Linked DNA regions of Cyprinus carpio: region 2 is linked to region 1. The links are chromatin contacts, called in public Hi-C maps. All regions are on one chromosome and are shown on one strand. The core of a region is the stretch at or near the end of the contact, and the rest is flanking DNA. Distances in the headings are between cores, read along the strand shown.

What was found. A called contact is a pair of places that touch in the nucleus more often than the background predicts.
Region 2: a Hi-C map of red blood cells shows a contact between it and region 1, with 2.9 times the contacts expected there. The contact joins the promoter of LOC109103934 here to the promoter of LOC109047260 in region 1. A contact is called at or near these places in 2 of 8 Hi-C or Micro-C datasets (red blood cells and skeletal muscle).

Annotation. Positions count from the first base shown.
Region 1 is chrA20:6,728,839-6,732,216 of ASM1834038v1, forward strand. It overlaps LOC109047260 (cell cycle control protein 50A-like), which reads right to left and starts at 1,640. Exons shown (of 7, transcript XM_042777494.1): 1 at 1,177-1,640. The coding sequence starts at 1,422.
Region 2 is chrA20:6,913,464-6,916,841 of ASM1834038v1, forward strand. LOC109103934 (protein zyg-11 homolog) reads right to left here and starts at 1,824. Exons shown (of 16, transcript XM_042777501.1): 1 at 1,457-1,824. The coding sequence starts at 1,480.

The sequences.
Region 1 (3,378 bases), core at 390-2,889:
CAGAGCCAGTGGTGGTTTTGTATGCAAACATCAATGCCTTGAATTTTATGCGAGCAGCTATTGGTAGCCAGTGCAAATTGATAAACAGAGGTGTGACGTGTATTCTTTTCGGCTCATTAAAAATAACCTTGCTGCTGCGTTCTGGATTAATTGTAAAGGTTTAATAGAACTGGCTGGAAGACCTGCCAAGACAGCGTTGCAATAGTCCAGCCGGACAGAACAAGAGCTTGAACAAGGAATTGTGCAGCATGTTCCGAAAGAAAGGGCCTGATCTTCTTGATGTTGAATAAAGCAAATCTACAGGACCAGACGGTTTTAGCAATGTGGTCTGAGAAAGTCAGATGATCATCAATCATAACTCCAAGGTTTCTGGCTGTTTTTGAAGGAGTTATGGTTGATGTTCCTAACTGGATGGTGAAATTGTGATGAAACAATGGGTTTGCTGGAACCACAAGCAGTTCTGTCTTGGCAAGGTTTAGTTGAAGGTGATGGTCCTTCATCCAGCAAGAAATGTCTGTTAGACAAGCTGAGATGCGAGAAGCTACCGTCGGATCATCAGGATGGAAAGAGAGGTAGAGTTGAGTGTCATCCATCAGCATAGCAATGGTATGAAAAGCCATGTTTCTGAATGACAGAACCTAATGATGCCATGTAGACAGAGAAGAGAAGTGGTCCAAGAACAGAGCCCTGAGGCACCCCAGTAGTTAGATGTTGCGACTTGGACACCTCACCTCTCCAAGATACTTTGAAGGACCTATCTGAGTGGTAAGACTCAAACCACTGGAGTGCGGTTTCTGAGATGCCCTTTGTCAGTAGGGCTGACAGGAGGATCTGGTGGTTAACCGTGTCAAAAGCAACGGACAGATCAAGCAAGATAAGTGTTGAAGATTTGGATTCCGCTCTTGCCAGTCTTAGGGCTTCAACAACTGAGAGCAAGGCAGTCTCAGTCGAATGTCCACTTCTGAAGCCAGACTGGTTGGTCAAGGAGGTTGTTCTGTGTGAGCAAGGCAGAGACTTGGTTGAACAGCTCGTTTAAGTGTTTTTGCAATGAATGGAAGAAGGGAACTGGTCTGAAAACTGAAACTGGTCTGAAAACTGGTTATACAGTAGACGTGTGTTCACTCTGTATTTGTTAGTAAAATGACACTAAGCACACACAGCGCAACAGACTCAAACCTCGAACTCCTTGATGTTATTGGACGTCACGAAGAGGCCGATTCCTATCGGGATGAAGATGAGGCCGATGATGAAGAAGGCGGGCAGCACGGTCCCCGCGGTCAGGATGGGCTGCCAGGCCGGTAGCCGCTGCTGTTTGAAGGCGGTGTTGTCGGGCTTTCTAGTCCGGATGGCGGTTCCGCCGAGCCCCGCGGATCCCGAGTGATGACCGTCTTCCTCTTTCGCGCTGTAGCTGGACGCCATCATAGCTGTAAACACCAGCTCACAGCCTCTGTTCCTTGTATTAAAACACACAATCTCTCGATTATAGACGGGTAAATAATATAAATGTATTTTATATGTCCGCTGAAGTAGTCTGTCTTCACGGGGACCTTCTCTCCAGGTTGTGTGGATAGTTGCTTGTTTTGTTTGAGGCGGTGCTACAGGAAGTGTCAGCTAGTGTTGTCTGATTCGCGAATCATGTATATGAACCGGATCCTTTGATTCAGTCGAACTGATTCGCGAAGCGTTTTTGAATCACTGTGCTGTGATAAGTGAGCGTTTTTTTTTTAATCACAATGTATACGTACGTATGTTCTGTGTTTAATCTGTATGCAATTATTATGTTACCAAAATATTTACTTGGTGTTTTAATGCTTTCATAAAATGCTAATTCATAATAACTGAAAGTGGAGATCTCCGACTGCTTTTTTAAAAGCAGAATAAAAAAGCAATGTTTTATGTTGTGAATGTATTAAAATGATTGAGCTTATATACAGTTATTGACTTTAACATGTTACCCTTGACATCCCCATAAACTCCAAAATCCATAAACCACAAACCTCATTTCTGATTCTTCATTCATCAGTTAACATTAAACATCAATCTACATCATACATAATCAAACATCAACATCACACTGGTTTACAATAAATACTATACTACTGCAGTCACTATGGATGGTTTTTTTTAACATATTTGTTACCGTGATGAACATGATGACTCAAATTAACTGGTGAATCATTTTTAACTGGTTCACTCACTGAAACGAACCTATTCGTTAAAATGAATCACATGGGCATCTGGCAGGCGTTGTACCACATGACACAACCACATAGTTATGTTAGTTATAGACAAATAGATAATTAAAAAGAATACGTATAGAATCAGATATTTTATTTGTTACATATTTGCCTGTTACAAATTATAATTTTGTTTTATTCATTTATCATATATGGGTGTTGTATATGTGTGTGTATGTGTGTGTGTGTGTGATATATATACATATATATATATATAATGAAAAAACTGTTTGTTCTCCAGCAGGGTGTGTAGGGCCTGTAATGCTAAAATTTTGCACCATCAATTTTGTAAAAATCTAAATCCATTTCAAACCGTTTCGTTTGGGGGGAAAACAATGTAGTTTCTGTACAACTGTGAGGCAAAACTACTTTTTTAAGCGATGACTGATGTGTTGACTGATGATTAGGCCTATGTCATTATTCTATGGTGTAGTGAGTCTCATTTTTACTTTAATGCAATGTTCCACCAACATCTGTGATTCTTTTCTCTTGAAATACAAGATTTATAATTAATTTTAGAATGTATTTTATCATATCCTAATATATTTGTTACACAAGCATGGACACAGACTTTGTGGTTCAAATAAAAGACAACAAATTAACGGCTCAAGTGTTCTCTAGACTTTGTGGTTCAATTCATAGTCACCATTTGGAAGGCTCAAATGCACCATTTGAACCAGAAGATGGAGCAAGACACCAAAGCAACGACTGAAGCAGTACAAGGTTTTCTCAGAACAGGTGTGGGGGCACTAAACTGGCAGTATTTTATCAAAGCTGTGTTTCTGACAATCTTTTTTCCTCTAAAACTTCCAAGTTCTTTATCATGCAGGTGTAGACCTTCAGACTTGCTCTCCTTGAAAAGTCCCAATATATTTTCTTAAGGTCTAACATGCTCTTTTATAGTTTGTCAACCTACCATTTCTTTTCATCCATTAACTTCCTTTTTGGATTTATTCAGTGTGTCTCTGACTTTGTGATTTCTTTCTTTATTGATCTTTGTCCTCCACTTTTCAAAGGCTCATTGCTCAGCTTTAAGTTCTGAGTTTTTGCAACATGCCTCTGCTTACTTCATCCCTAAGGTCCTTTCTTTTTTTTACTTCTGAGCTTTACTTTTGTGCCTCTTTGATTGCTCAGTCCAAAA
Region 2 (3,378 bases), core at 574-3,073, 180 kb after region 1:
ATCAACTAGTCCAGGGGTTTTCAAACCCTGGAATGCCAGAGACACGTGGAAAAGATTAGTGAAATACAGTGTAAAACGGGGTGCACGATAAATATCGGCCGATAATTAATGCGCATCTCGTCAGTAAAGCCGGTTCTCTAATCAGTGTATTTATATATATATCTCCCACTCTTACACCAAATATATATATATATATATATATATTTTAGGGATGCACCAATAGGATTATTTGGTGCCGATACAGATTTTCACAAACACTTATTGGCCGATTCCGATACCGATATTTGTCACTTCCTCTTTTACTTGAAATTTTGGCATCAAAATAGATAGTATTTTAAACATGTTTTAAATCTGCAAAGTTCAAAGACACCTGCATTAAATTATACTAGCAGTTTTGTTCCTGCATTATCAAATAATTTCTAATAAACATGGATTGGATACATTTAACATTCAGCAAGCCTACATAAATACAACAGAACAAAGATACATCTTAAATAATCAGTGCTTTTTAGGTAGGTTTAACAGTTTTCAGGTACAGAAATAAAGCAAACAAATGTAAAATAACACTTTACTGTATAAATTAAATACACATTAAACCTTTTTTTATTGTAACACTTTATTTTGATTAATCTTCTAATTTGTTTTTGTATACATTTTAATATTTTTTTATTTTAAGTTTAAATATGTATAGATCTCCTTTAATCTTATTTTGACGGGTTTTCTAGTCTACGGAGCTACATGTGTAATGAAAGACCGCAGTTCTTCAGATTAAAAGTGTGTCGGTTTATTAAGCACCCCCCAAATTAATAGGATGATTTATGATTTCTTTTTAATTTATTTTTTGATTTATTTTTAAATTAAATTAAGTCATAGGACTAAATACTTAATTTGTGGTCACAATTAAACTAAAACAAGGGAATGGAATAATAACAAATTCTTTAATTTCAGTATTGCACAATACAGTACATTTTATTTTGCAAATGTAGTTTTTGGCTACTAATAAGATCATGTATAGTTATTATATTTGAGACCGCAAAAGACATTTATTTCTAAGTTACATATTAGTTATTAATAATTTAATGTATATTTAGTATTTTAAGTACATTTTATACCCATAAAAGCTATTTTATACACTTTTTAGATATAAAAAAAAAAAAAAAAAAATTTCATCAACAACAATACAAAATACTATTTAACTATAGTCTCCGCTGGAGAAAGTGTTGGTTTTGCTCAAGGAGCCAGTGGTTCCTGATCATGGATCACCAACCCTTGAAGGTCCGACCCTATGACCTTTCGGTAGTTACAACTTCCTTGTGATCATCCCTAACGCAACACAGTTTATGAGCACCAACATGTTACTGCAAACCGCTTGATTTAGAGTTCTTCTCCATCTGAAGGATGATCTGGTGAACGGCACACGTTACATACAGTAGTAGTGTGAGATGTAAAGCCTTACCATGGTCTCAGAGAGATGGATCATAACGGCCTCAAAACGAAAGAAACGCTCGTGTTCTGCGGATAATGGCCGGTGGGTTGAGGTGGAGATCAAATACAACCCGACTGAAATGCTCTTAGCTTCTTTACTTAGCCTGTTAGTTAGCCTTCACACATCTGTCTTCAAACATTCGCGGATCCTGCTTGTTGGTGATTAAAAGTACACGGGCCGCTATAAATCCACTGTAGCTTCTGTTCCTCGTTTGCATTGTTGTTTAAGAGATCATACGTGCTCCGGTCACAGCGTGCTGTCAGTCATTCTGACGGCTCTTTTATATCGGGAGGAACGCGCAGCGACGTCTTGACAAGTAAACAAGGTCGTCACACGGGAAACGGAACTGCATCAGAGGGGGCGGGGCTGTGGGCGGCAGCGACGGGAGAAACGAACCTTTTCGAAGCTTCGGTTCAATTGAACCAATTGTTTCGCAAAGTGATTCACTGTTTCGAAGCGCTCGAAACACCACACGCCAGTGACGCCTGCTGGTCAAAACTGTGTGAATGCAACAAAAACTCAGGCCAAGACATGCCAAAAAACTGCTTTAAAGGGATACTCCACCCCAAAATGAAAATTTTGTCATTAATCACTTACCCCCATGTCGTACTAAACAGGTCTTTGGAACACAATTTAAGATATTTTGGATGAAAACCGAGAGGCTTGTGACTGTCCCATAGACTGTCAAGTAAATAACAGTGTCAAGGTCCATAAAAGGTATGAAAGTCATCGTCAGAATACTCCATCTGCCATCAGAGGTGCATTCCGTTTTATATGAAGCGACGGGAACACTTTTTGTAAGCGAAGAAAACAAAAACAACGACTTTATTCAACAATTCCTTGTGTCGCGGATGACACAGAAGAGCATATCTAGCGTGTCAAAATTATGATTTTCTGAATTCAGCCAAAGCAAGATAGTAGCTTACAGTGGGCGAGACCTATGAAAGATAAACTTTATTTGTGTACATGCATTAGTACAAAAACATAAAAACGGCTAGAGTAAATATGTATTTGTAACAATAATGTAATATGATTAACGACAGTACACTTATAAATAAGTCAGTTACATAGATTTTTGAACACAAAGACCATAAATTTTTCGTAGTTTTATGGTTTCCTAAGTTTAAGGTGCAATTTAAAATTGAAGTTTTAGAAATATTTCTATTCGAGTTTTAAGTTTTTCTTTTTATAAGGTTTCAGTTTTTATTTAAGTTTTTATATTTTCGATAACTCAGTATCGCGACATACAGTATACAGCCGCGGCCAACAGTTTTGAGAATGACACAAATATTAATTTTCACAAAGTCTGCTGCTTCAGTGTTTTTAGATCTTTTTGTCAGATGTTACTATGCTATACTGATTACAAGAATTTCATAAGTGTCAAAGGTTTTTATTGACAATTACAATACGTTTATGCAAAGACTCAGTATTTGCAGCGTTAACCCTTTTTTTTCCGGACCTCTGTAATTCGCCCTGGCATGCTGTCAATCAACTTCTGGGCCACATCCTGACTGATGGCAGCCCATCCTTGCATATTCATTGCTTAGAGTTTGTCAAAATTTGTGGGTTTTTGTTTGTCCACCTGCCTCTTGAGGATTGACCACAAGTTCTCAGTGGGATCAGGTCTGGGGAGTTTCCTGGCCATGGACCCAAAGTTTCGATGTTTTGTTCCCCGAGCCACTTTATTATCACTTTTGCCTTATGTCAAGGTGCTCCAGCATGCTGGAAAAGGAATTGTATTACCAAACTGTTCTTGGATGGTTGGGAGTAGTTGCTCTCAGAGGATGTTTTTGTACCATTCTTTGTTTATGGCTGTGTTCTTAGGCAAAATTGTGATTGAGCCCACTCCCTTGGCTGAGAAGCAACCCCATACATGCATAGTTTCGGGATAC